Regions from separate parts of the Callithrix jacchus genome. Here region 1 is linked to region 2. The links are chromatin contacts, called in public Hi-C maps. All regions are on one chromosome and are shown on one strand. Each heading gives the region's core, a stretch centred on a gene start, on an enhancer-like site or on the middle of the called end of the contact. The rest is flanking DNA. Distances are from core to core; before and after follow the strand shown.

The links. A called contact is a pair of places that touch in the nucleus more often than the background predicts.
Region 1: a contact with region 2 is called in a Hi-C map of skeletal muscle, with 2.9 times the contacts expected there. The contact joins the enhancer-like site here to the promoter of INHBB in region 2. A contact is called at or near these places in 3 of 3 Hi-C or Micro-C datasets (induced pluripotent stem cells and skeletal muscle).

Annotation. Positions count from the first base shown.
Region 1 is chr6:105,014,364-105,020,263 of calJac240_pri, reverse strand. No RefSeq gene overlaps it. Among named protein-coding and RNA genes, the nearest start is that of INHBB, 91 kb to the right of the region's middle. Within about 2 kb of position 2,588, at least 8 of the 16 cell types and tissues checked have an H3K27ac peak or open chromatin away from gene starts, as enhancers often do.
Region 2 is chr6:104,924,329-104,930,857 of calJac240_pri, reverse strand. It overlaps INHBB (inhibin subunit beta B), which reads right to left and starts at 4,962. Exons shown (of 2, transcript XM_035305104.3): 1 at 4,468-4,962; 2 at 1-2,003. The coding sequence starts at 4,915. The coding sequence ends at 1,228.

The DNA of each region.
Region 1 (5,900 bases), core at 1,339-3,838, 92 kb before region 2:
TACTGGGATGACCAGCGGGCAGCTCCAGACCAAAATAGCTGAGCCTCCAGACACAGTACTGCACTCTGTTGCTGGCAGGCCCAGCAAGGCTGTGGCCTGGGATGAGGTGGTCCCCCACAGCGGAGGCCTCCCTGGAAATTGACAGCTAGAGCTATATGCTGGCCTTACTCCCTGCAGCCAAGCAAGGCCTTCCCTGGCAGGGGGCATGGGGGCAGCTCTTGGTGGCACATATCAGGTCCACCACAGGCAGGAAAGGAAGATTTTTAAAACAACCTAGGGCCGGGTGCAGTGGCTCATGCCTATAATCCCAGCGGGCACCTAGGCAAGGCAGCTCAGCTCTGGCTAAAATGCAGATCTGACCATCTGACCTGCCCTGCTCAAGAGCTGACCAGAGTCCCCCACCCCTGTGCCCCTGTCCTGTCCATCCTTCAAGCTCAGGTCAGTTGTCACTCCTTGTGCCTGACACCTCTTGTTGAACACCATCTTCTCTCCTGGTGGTTACCCATTTGCTCTTGGTTTAGAGATGGCGGTGCCCACACTCCATCCCCACAAGAGACAGTGAGGTCCTCAAAGGAGAGACTGCCCAAGGCCCATCTGGTGCACCCTGACCCACGAGAAAGGATTTATGTACGTAGGTGGAGTGATTGTCACATAATTAATAACTGAGTCTATGAGTGAGTATGCCCAGAAATCAGTGAGTCAATCAATTAGTAATGAAAAGCTCTCTAAATGTGCAGCTTACATCGTGAATGAATGATGGGTTGGTTGAATAGGACACTGTTTAGATTCAGGGTTCTGAAACGGTATATGTTGTCTTTGGCAACAGCAAAATATTTTATTACTTAGACGATCAGGGATAATATTCAAAATATTTAACAAACAGTACATCATGGGCACTAACCACTCAGGATGAATGCCCCCATAGTCTGGGTCAGGCGGGGGTTGGTCTCCTATTAGGTCCCTTCAGTGCCAGATCCTGGGAGGCTGGGGGTGCGTCCCAGGATAGACAAGGCCAAGGGCAAAGGCAGCACTTGGGAAGCTCGCTCACAGCCCGTTATCAGCCTTGCGAGAGCGTCTCAGTGCGGCGAACCAAGGTCTGGTGGCGGATGCAGGCCTGCACGTGGGGTTTTCTGACCACATTCACAGCCGGCCCTAGGCTGAGCTTGACTGGCAGGAAGAGCTCATTCCATCCTCAGAGAGCACTATGAGGCTGGGACTACCGTTGTCCCACGTCACAGTGAGGCACAGGAGGTCACACAGCGAGTAAGTGGCAGAACCACGACCCGGCCCAGCCCTTCCCAGCGACTGCTGGGAAGCTTCTCCACGCAGCTTTTCTGCGCAGAGTGCGGCCATAGAAGCCCCGGCCTGAGGTTCACCTGCGCTCACTACCTGCGCAGGTGCTGGGCATGGCCGGCAGCGGGCGGGTCTTTCCGGGCCCGGGATTGGTGGAGGCTCCGGGGGACGAGGCGTGGCTGGAGAGTCCGCCCTCCCCAATCTCCTGCTCTCCCAAGCCTGCTGGTTCGCCCGCAAGCCGGTAAGGGAGAGAAGGTGGCAGTCAAGCATTCCCTCTGTCGCCGCGGCCGCGCGACGGACGGCGTGTTCTAGGCGCAGGGGCCTTTGGAAAGACTTGCGACTCTCCACTTGCCACAGACCAGCCGTGGGACTTCGGGCAAGATGTCACCTCTCGGAGCTAATTTTCCCCATCTACGAAATGGAATGACGACGACATGCAGGGCTTTTCAGGCCCGGTGCAGATTAAAGAAGCACCTATATGCAGGGACCCGGACATTTACTGTCACTCGTCTACATGGTTGGAAGCCCTGGGCAGTCAGGAAAGGCCGCAAGTGACAGGGGTCGGTGGACACTTGCGCCTCTTTGCCCCGGTGGGGGCGGGCAGCAGTGAGGAGCTTGGTTGGGTCCCGCGCCCCGGGCGCTGCGCTGCGCCCCAGCCTCCTGCCGCCTCCCCCAGCCCTCCGAGCTCCTCCGAAGGCAGAATCATTTCTCCTTCCTTTTCGCTTTTAATCACAAAATAATTTTGGTGCCCAGAAGCCTTCCTCTAGGAGGAACATTTGTGCGGGATGATATCAGCCTAATTAAGCCTTCAGCTTCGGGGCCTGATTTCTTTCCCCCCAGATCCCGGCGCTCCCTGCCAAGCAGCCCTGGCCGGCCAGGCGGTCGGCTACCTGCACATGCCGGGTTCTGGAGCCTTCGGCGCCCGTGCGCCCCCCTGCCCCCGCGCCGTGATTGATATCTTGATTAGGCGCCAGGAGTTGGCGGACCAGGTGTTACCTCGGCGCGGGCTGGAGGCGGCGCGCTCTGCGAACCCGGCCCCGAAAGGCGCAGGCGTGTTCCGCCGCAGCAATGAGCCTTTGTTTGCCTTGGCAGCGCCGCGGCCTCCCTGGGGCCGGCCCCATAAAGGGTTTCTGTTCGGGCTGGAGGACTCATTGTCAAAAAATTGTCCCTCGAAAAATTAGCATGGTACAGTGGAGAAAGCGGAACGCCCGGCAAATGACAGCTGCTGGCCCCAGACAGGGGCCAGAAAGCGGAGTTTTGCGGGGTGCCCGCTCCCAGAGGCACCCCTCGCTCCAGGCCTGGAGAGGGACGGAGGGCTGGCAGAAGGGGCCGGCAGAGCAGGGGCAGGCAGGGGTCAGGTGAGGAGTGCAGCTGGAATTGGGGTTGATGGCTTACCTTCCCTAAAAGGTGAGACATCTCCCAGCGGCCAGGAGGCCAGGTCTTCGGTGTGGGGTGTTGGAGGGCTTCTGAGCCAGTGTCAGGCCGAGAGGGGCAGCTGGCCTGAAGAAGGGGGGTGAGGTGAGAGGGGGGAAGAAAGAGAGAGAGCGCGCCTAAAGGTTATGTGGTTAATTGAACATCAACAGCCACAGATACGATTATGCCCCTTTGTGTCTTTCTCCCAGTGTGTTGATGGAAAAGTAACTAGATTAAAAGCGCCGGGAGCTCGGGTTGGAGCGGCCGGGCAGTGGGGGAGAGCCCTTCTGAATGCCGACCCGGGGCTCCCGCAGTCCCAGCAAGGAGGGAAAACAGTCAATTAGAGAGGAGAGAAAAGATAGAGTGAGCTGTGACTTGGCATTTGCATAAAGGCTGGGGCCCCGAGGCTGCCACCCTTCGAGAGGGGGGCAAGGGTTCCCAGGAGAGAGGTTGGGGGTGTCATGGGGGTGAGGCACATGGTTACTGTTGAAAGTCTTCACCCAAAGCCCTGTGCACACACTGTACGAGAAGCAGAAGTAAGGGTGACTGGGTCTGTGTATGGCGAACGTTGACGTCTGCGCCTGCGTATTCTCATTTCCGTGAAGCTGGGGACATCCGCATTTCAAGTGGGTTGCACCTGTATAGCTTGTGTTGGCCTAACTCTCCATGTTGTGACCACGTGTGCAGATTTATGTAGGTGTGAAAGACAGAGAGGGGACTATTCCGTGGGGCCCCTCTGATGGGCCCTGCAGTATGACTGGGTCAGGGAGATGTGGACATACCAACTCCATCCCACCAGCACAGGCAGGCCAAGGCCTCAAGACTCCCTATGCCCTAAGGAGGCTGGACCTGGAACTAGCCCCCAGGCTCGCTGGGCATCTGAGCTGCCTGGAAAATCTTCCCAATCCTTCCAGTCCCCTGTTTCCATAAAGCCCCCTAAGCCTAGCCCCTGCCAAACAACCTCCTCCCTGAACAGGCAGATTTTAGGCTGAAAAGTTAGAGTCACACCAATCTGAGCTCCAGTGCCAGCTCCGGCTTCCTGACCTCACACACATGCCTGTGCTCTCAGAGTGACTGTCCCATCACAAAGAGACAATGCCATCCAAGTATAGGACTGTTTTAGGGTTTCAGTAAGATCCTGTACTGAAGTGGGAGGGAGTCTATACTATACCCCAGCTTGTCTGGGACTCCCAGGTTACGCCTGGGGCCCTGCATTACTATTCATATTCATAGTGCCCCTCACTCTCACACACGTCCCTCTTTGGATTACAAATTATGCTACTACCCCAAACATAAGTGGGGCTGCAATTTTCTTCTTCCCTCACCTTCTCCTTGCCTTCCCTCTCTGATTGTCTGATGCATGGCTCCACAGCATCCATCTGTGCCCTCCTGGAATGGAACTCCTGGAGCTCACTGATGTCCCTCACACCATGAGACTAGTTAATGCGCAACAGACATTCATAATGCGCAACAGACATTCAGTGGCTTGACCGCTGCCCAGGAACAGAGCTGCCTCAGGGACTCTGGGTGTGGCAGGCTGCCTCTACACGCTGAGTCCAGAGCAGGGCAGGACATAGGGAAGACAACCACTGAGAAACAACAGCGTAGAATCATGTTTCTGCATCCACTGTCCATCGGAATAGTTCTTTTTTTTTTTTTTTTTGAAGTGGAGTTTTGCTCGTTTCCTGGGCTGGAGTACAATGGCATGATCTTGGCTCACTGCATCCTCCCTCTCCCGGGTTCAAGTGATTCTCCTGCCTCAGCCTCCTGAGCAACTGGGATTACAGGCGCCTACCACCACGCCCCCGTTAGTTTTGTGTACTTTTAGTAGAGACAGGGTTTCTTCACATTGGCCAGGCTGGTCTCGAACTCCCGACCTCAGGCGATCTGCCCACCTCACCCTCCCAAAGTGCTGGGATTACAGGTGTGAGCTATCACTCCCCGCTGGAATCGTCTTTTGTGTGGATAAGGCCTTCTACCCCTATTGCAAAGTAACTCCCTACCTGTCCAGGCCTAAGACTTTTGTCTTTCCCTGACTACTGGGGATCCAGCCTCAGTCAACCTGTCACCATAAGGACAGCTATGATCCAGGTTGGTGACGGCCTCACTTAAGCACATCACTCACTTCACAACAGACCAGCAAACAGGCCCTCACTCATTTGGTGTAGCTCCTCCTGGTTAGGGACATTTACCACATAGACCAGGACCCTACATAAGTGACTCAAGAGGACAGCCTGGGTGCCTCGGAGCAGAGCTCCAAGCCTTTGTAGCCAGGATGCACTTCAAAGCTACCTCCCAGTGGGCTTCTCAAATATGGCTAATTCGGCATGCAAATTTATCTATACTCACTCCTGAGACACCCTGGCGTGAGAGTAAAGAGACATTTAAAGGTGAAAATCTACTAAGGCAAAGAGTATGATAGAGGAGCCATCAGCAAAATTTCAGAAGCTTGAATGCAGATGGGAGAGGGGTGATTTCTTTAGCTCTGTGGAGAAAGCTGAAACCGAGGTTTATAGAACAGGAAGTCCAAAAAACCGGCCAGAACCCCAAAAAGGCTCCTAAATTGGAGACATGTACAGAGATACAAAAATACTTTGCATATGAAGGATCAGGCAAAAGAGTAGCACTGGACAGCGGTTGCTTACAGACAGGGGAACACAATTTTGAAATTTTATATGCAGGCAAATTAATCAAGCATAAAGGTAGAGTAAAGTGTGGGTGGTAAAAGTTCTCAAAATCTCACTTCCCATATACTCTTTCTCAAGAAGCTACTGAAGGATGTGCGAGGCTTTGGAAAAGCTAGAAAGATGTAACAGAGGTTCAGAATCCTTAGTGAAGGAGAGGGCAAGACGGCTTCCTGGAGAAGGGGGCATTTGCAGTGGATCTCAAGGGATGGGTAGGGCGTCAATGAGGAGAGGTGGGGGATGGAGCAAGTAGAATTTCCAGGTAATGGGAACAGCATTGGCTGTGGTGTGGCGATAGGGGAGGAGGCTCAGGGCTAGCTTGCCTCCTGTTTGGTGGAAACAGGAAGAGATGCAGTTGGTTGAGGCCTGACCACAGCAGGCTTTGAATGGCAAGGAATCAGAACATAATTCCACAGGCCTGAAGAACCATGAAGAGGGGCCCTAGGGCTGGGAGATGAGAGAGGCTGGAGGGGCCCCTGGGAAGAGGGCCACGGCAGAGGGGACACAGGA
Region 2 (6,529 bases), core at 3,713-6,212:
CATGTGCCTTCAGGCAGGTCTGCAAGTGCTATGCGGGCAGGCAGGTGGGCAGGGGCCACGTCCATGGCCGGCCCTGATGGCTGGGGCCCACATGGGCAACTTCTACAAATCAGCTGAAAGCCTTCCCCATCTCTCCAAGACCAACTAAGCTGCTCCCTTCCCTCAGCCTCTGCTGAAGGGGCACCCTCCACCCTCAGCAGTTCAAGAATGCCTCCTCCCCACCGTTTCCCCCTGTGGTCTCATCCCCTTGCCTAGGGGTCATTCCCACCCCTCCCCAAAACAGTCCTAAAGGAATGTCCCCAGTGAAGGGCACAGATTGCAACTTTTTTCCTTTCCATTTAGAACAATTCAGATTTTCACTTCAAAGGTCATACCTGGTAGAAAAGTCCTTTTTCAGTTATACAACTGGCAAGGATGACCTGTCAATCGTTGGAGATCAGTTAAAGCATTAAATTTAGCCCCCTCTTCTCTCCCTCCCTCCCCACTCCAAAAAAACACACATAAGTCAAGTCAGAGGCCCAATCGACGAACAGTCACTTGCCCCTGCTCCCCGGTCTCTGATGGGTTATGTCCTTTCTGGGTCTCTTTCCCTTGGCAAGGGTGTGGGAGGACAGGCTCTCTTGGTCTTGAAGCACGAAGGATCCCAGGCTGGGGAAGAAGCAGATATTGAGCCGGAGATGTGGTGGCAGAGCAGGCCTGGTGAAAGCCACGGGGCACACACAGCCTCTGCCTGGCCGCGCTCCCCACCCTTGCATCTGCTTTTCCTCTCCGTGGCTCTCTCTCTCTCTGTGTGTGTCTCTGTCTTTGTGCTTTTATGTGTGCTCGGAAGGCGCAATTCAGAGTGGCCAGGCCAGCTGGTGGGAATGGTGGCTGCTCACCCCATTCTCTCCAACTGACAGGCATTTGTAGCTAAGCTGCCATTTGTCACCGCATCCATTTGCTGGTATCCTAGAGGCTGCTGTGTGGGTGGCAGGATGCGTCTGGCTGTGCGTGGCTACGTGTGCATTTTAAAGTATTTCATGTCAGTTGAGGGTTCTCGCTCTGGTTTTGACTGTTTGCTCTATGAAGTCGTAGAAGAATATCTCAGGCCGCACCCTGGCACCTTCTCCACAGCCCAACAGAATGACTGTGCCCAGCCCACCGTGCACCCCCGTTCCCGCGGGGGCTGGAAGAAGCCCACCCAGGACTGTCCTCCTCGCCCCAGCACCGTGCCCCCACCCTGCACTGTCAGGCACAGCCGCACTCCTCCACAATCATGTTGGGCACGTCCCGCTTGACGATGTTGTACTCATCATCAAAGTACAGCATGGACATGGTGCTCAACTTGGTGGGGATGCAGCAGGAGTTCACTGTGCCGGGGTTCAGGCCCCGCATGCGGTACTGGTTCACCACAGCCGTGTGGAAAGAGGAGGCAGAGCCGGGGACCCCTGCCAGATAGGCTGGGCAGCTGCCCTCACAGTAGTTCCCATAGTAGCCGGTGGGTGCGATGATCCAGTCATTCCAGCCGATGAGGCGGAAGTCAATGAAGAACTGTTGCCTGCAACAGAGGTTGGTCCGGCCATCGCACTCCAGGCCTCGCTTTCGAATGCGGTGCCTGCTGTCGCCCAGCCGAGCCTGCACTACCACAAAGGGCCTGTGTGACTCTTCCCCTGGGTCCACGAACACCGGCACCACGGCCAGCTCCTGGCAGCTGTCACACTGCACGTCCAGGTTGAGTCGCCGCTCGCCCCGTTCAAACAAGGCCTGGATGGCCTCTGTGAGTGGGAAGGTGTGCCAGCCGCTGCGCTTGAGGTCCACCCTCTTCTCCACCACGTTCCACCTGTCACCGTGGCCCTGCTCCTGGAAGTACACTTTGACCCGAACCTTCCGCCGGCTGCCCTTCTCCAGGACGTAGGGCAGGAGTTTCAGGTAAAGCCACAGGCTGGCCTGGACCACAAACAGGTTCTGGTTGCCTTCATTGGAGATGAAGAAGTACAGGCGGACCCGCGAGGAAGCGAGGCCATCTGCAGAAAAGGGGAAGAGCAGGCCAAGTTAACTCAAGGAGAACACGAGGCTATGGGGGAAACACACTCTCTGCTGCAGGATGCTGGAATGCAACTCGCCACACAGCTGGAAAACGTTATTAACCAGAAATACCGTTCTTGGGGCCAGGGCCTCTGACTGTAACCTGGGAGAGGCAGAGAAAATTGTTTCCCATTGAGAAACCCGGACCAGGTTGGGGCTGGAGGGTCCAGGCCTATAAAATCCTGCCTCACCTCTCCCAGGCCAGGGCTCCCTGGAGACAGGCTGTCAGGCCTCAAAGAACAACAGAAGAACTTGTCAGGGGGCCAAGATCTTAACAAGTTGTTATGGGTATCTGTGAAATCTGAAAAACAAAACCAGGATCGCAGGGGTGGGTGGTTTTAGTAGGGCTTTTTTTTTTTTTTTTTTTTTGGTTAACTTAATGCATTGCAAAATCAAGCTGAGCCACCTACCGCCTCTTTCCAGTGTTTACCTAAGTACGATCTGATCCAACCCCCAGTGGAACCTCCATTGCAAACAAGCAGCTCTACTCAGGTTTCTGACACAGGGACGTGTGCTTTGCAGGCTGCAGAGCCTGGCCCTTGTTTCCGAGTAGTTCCAAGGGACAGGACATTCAGCCTTGAAACTTGAGGTCCAATCCTTTGACAAGACTCTGGCTCCCCGTTAATGGCACGTTCAAAATCTCCAAGGAATAGGGGAGCTGGCTTGTTAATTTTCTCAATAATCCAGCTTAACAAGAAGAAAGCTGTGCCAATCAAGAGATGCCTCCCCTCTCATCCTACTTTTCCATGACCCTTCCCTCTGACAATCTACGTTTTTCTTTTCTTTTTTTATTTTTTCCACGAAGAACAAATAACGAAACTCTGTGGCCAGGGCTGGTTTTATCAAACCTCCCACCATGCCCCTCCCAAGCCCCCATCTCAGGCCTCGCCTGGCTCCTCTAATAACACTGACATCTGACTTTGAAATGGGGGAAACTGCGGCCTTAAAAGCTGGTCTTGGACGAGCTGCCTGTGACCTGAATCTGTTATTTATAAGTCAAAGAGCTGGCTCCGTGAAACGGACCAGAAATATAACAGCCCCCGCTGTCATTTTGTGCCACCGGGACCAAAAGGCCTCCTCGACCTTCCAGAATCACATTTCTAACTCTGGGCCCCAAAGCACCTTTTAATCCGAGCCCTCTAATTGCATGGCGAGCTTTCCCTGACTCACTTTAGTGGACAGCTAAAACGGCAATGCATTTCTTTCTAAGCACAAACCAGCCCCGATTGTCTCTGCTTTTCTCCACACCCGGCCATGCAAAACTTTTCATCCCTTTTCATCCCCAGGCTGCCTGCTGCCTGGGGGTGTGGGGGGGGGGCATCTGCAGCTAGGGGCACAACTGCTCCCCCACCCAGGCTCCCCGCTTGCCCCCGCCCTGACTGCACCGGGGCTTCCCCCTCTGCGACCTTCTCCGCAGTCCCCTCAGCACAAATGGGGCCGAGCTCCAGGCACAAAAGCCAGCCTGGCTCATTCAAGTCCTGAAAAGGACAGCGGAGTCGAAAGCACTTGCAGCATTTTGGCGCGGGCACATTTTTCTCCTTCTTTTAAAGTTCCGAAAGATTTTTCTCTCTCTGATTTTTATATTTAGACAGTGTTAGGGATTTGCAATCTGGGGCCTTAGGGTGGGTGGGGGGATTCCAGAAAGGAGCCAACCCCTTTGTTAACTACGACTCTGTGCCTCTCGGGCGAGGGGTCTGCTGCAGCTGCCAGGCTAGCCGAAAGGCACCCGGCTGTCCCCGAGCCGCGGCTTTCTCTGTGTAAATGATGGACCTGTTGAGAAGCCTGCCTTCCGCCCGATTCCGGTGCCCACACAATCGGAAGAGAGGTTGCCTAGCTCTCCCCAGCGAGGCTTCAGCAATCCTGGCAAGCCCACGCCGCCGGTGATGGAAGCGGCCCCAGGGGCCTCTCACGCAGGCACACACACACATACACACAGACACACACACACACACTCTCTCTCTCTCCCTCTCTCTCTCTCTCCTCCGGCCCACGTATATCAACAAGCACACACATCTTCATCCACACTGCTAAGCCTACACTTCGATCGTGGGAAACAAAAACATTAAGCAATCACCAAGCAAGTGCCCGCAGAGCCAGGGCCGCGCGCATCTGCCGGGAGGGGGACGCGCGCCCAGAGGCGCTGGGGCCGGATTCCGGAGAGCTGGGGTGGAGGGCAAGGCGCTCGGCGGCGGGGGTTGAGGCAGCAGGCAGGGGTCTGCGGCCTGGGGGAAGATGACTGCAACCGGGGCGGAGCGCACAGGGCCACCGCCGAAGGAGTCCTGCCGAGAGTCCGGGCTGCCCCCAGGGCGCGCGGGCTGCGGCGGCGCGGCAGCCAGAGCTGGCAAGGAGAGGGAGAGCGGGAGCGAGCGGGGACCGCGGCAGATAGCCGAGGGCCGGACCCACCTGTCTCCGCGAAGCTGATGATTTCGGAAACGCGCTCCTGGCCGTCGGCGCCCGGGCTGGCGTGGCCGTCGAGGTGCGGGATCTCCACGCGGCCGTCCTCGCGCACCTTGCCCGCGTGCAGCTTGCGCAGGGCCGTGACCATGGCGGCCTTGGGCACGGCGTGCGTGATGTTGGGCCGGCCCCGCATCTGCAGGCGGCTCAAGATATGCCGCTTCACCGCCTCCAGGAAGTCGCCGTCCACTCGGCCGAGCTCCTCAGGCCGCCGGAAGCCGCCACACGACGTACAGGTGTCCTGCGAGCCGCCAGGGGCTGCGGGCGGCGGGGGTGGTGGCGGTGCGGCGGGCGACGGCGGGGGCGTGGGTGAGCCCCAGGCCTCAGGCCCCAGCCAGCCGCCCGCCAGCAGCAGAAGGCAGGCGGCCCCCAGCGCCCGACCGGGCAGCCCGTCCATGGTGCGCCGCTGGCGACGAGGGCGCCCGCCGCGAGGCGAACCGAGCCTAGCGCAGGGCCGGGCTCCGGGCTTCAGGCGCGCCGCCCCGCCCCGCCCCCGCCCGCGCCCGCCCGGGCCTCCGCCCGCCCGCCCTCCGGGAGGGCCGCCGCCGGCTCACTGGGGGAGGGGGCCGGCCGGGCCGCGGGGGTTCCCGCGCGGCGGGGAAGGGGCGCCGAGGGCCACTGGGGCCTGAGGGGCGCGGCGGGGGTCTCGGGTCACTGCCGCGCGGACGTCTCGGGGCGCCTCCGCATCTGCAGCCTTCTCCCCATCCTCTCCGCGTCGGGGGCCCCGCAGCCCCGGTTCGGGTGAAGCGAAAGCAGCAGGAGCGGCGGTTCAGCCGCGGGCCAGGGAAGGTGGGCGAAAGAGCGGGTCCACGCAACTTGGCCGAGACGGAAGCGAAGGCGCTGGAGCCCCCGGAGCTGAGCCGGGCGCGGCTTGGCGCGGTGCTGCGGCGGGCGCTGCGGCGGGGCCCCGCGCTCGCACCTGAGCGCTTCGCCCTCACTGCCTCGCGCCGAGAAGGGCCTCCAGTGGCGGCGACGGGCAGGTCGTCCTCACCGCGGGCCGGTGGGCAGCGGCTTGGAGCGAGCGCGGTGACCAGGAGCGCCGGCCGCGCGAGCCCGCTCACAGGCGGCGCCAAGCCCTCGGCCGCGGGCCCTGCAGTCCTCCCGGCGCGTCACACGGCAAAGTTGTCTCCAGGCTCCCTGGGCGCCGCATCCACGAGCGGGCGGCCGCAGCGCGCTTCGCCGGGGCCTCTGCGCCTCCCGCCTCCTCGCCGCCTCCCTCCCTCCCTCCTCCTGCTCGCGCAGCCCGGCCGGGCGCGGGGCGCCGGGCGAGGAAGACAGGCGGGAAGCAGGGCCCTTCTCGCCCCTGTCTCTTCTGCCTGCCGCGGCGGCGGCGGCGAGGTAGGCTCGAGCGCCGAAAAGTCTCACAGGGTCCCCGGGTGAGGTGCCCTCGCTCGCGCTCGCACTGGCACCCGCTGCAGGGCCGGGAGAGAGCTGGCGGGCGGCGGCAGCCGTGGCGTCCCCGCGCCTGGCCGCGGCACGGAGTGCGGAGCTCGCCGAGGACGAGTTCTTCTCTTTGCCCTCTCTTCTTTTACTCTCCCCGTTTTTTCTCCCAAGGGGGAAAAAAGCCGCACAATCTCCGTATGTGCGCGCGCGTTGAGATAGACGTTGGCAGAAAAAGGGGGGGAGGGAGGGTGTCGTCCTGCCCGCTCGGGCTTCCCGGGGTGGGGGAAGGAGGGGGAGGCGGAATCTGTTCAGGTTGGGGCTGCCCGCCCCCCGCGCTCACCCTAGCTTCCCACCGCTTTTTTCCTTTCTGCCTTCGAGAGAAGGAGGGGCGAGCCGGCCCTCTTCCCTCCCTTTCCTTCCCCTCCCCTCCCACCCCCCTCAATGCCGGGCTACTTTTGCTACCTCGAAACTTTCCCACCACGTGGGCGCCCCGGACCCTTGCCCAGCTGGGCGGCGGGCGGCACCGACGGGCTCCAAGAGCAGGACCCGGGCGCTCCTCCCGGTCCGCCGCCCCCTCCCCGAGGCCACGCAGGCCCTGCCCCTGTCCCAGCCGCCGCCCTCCCCAACC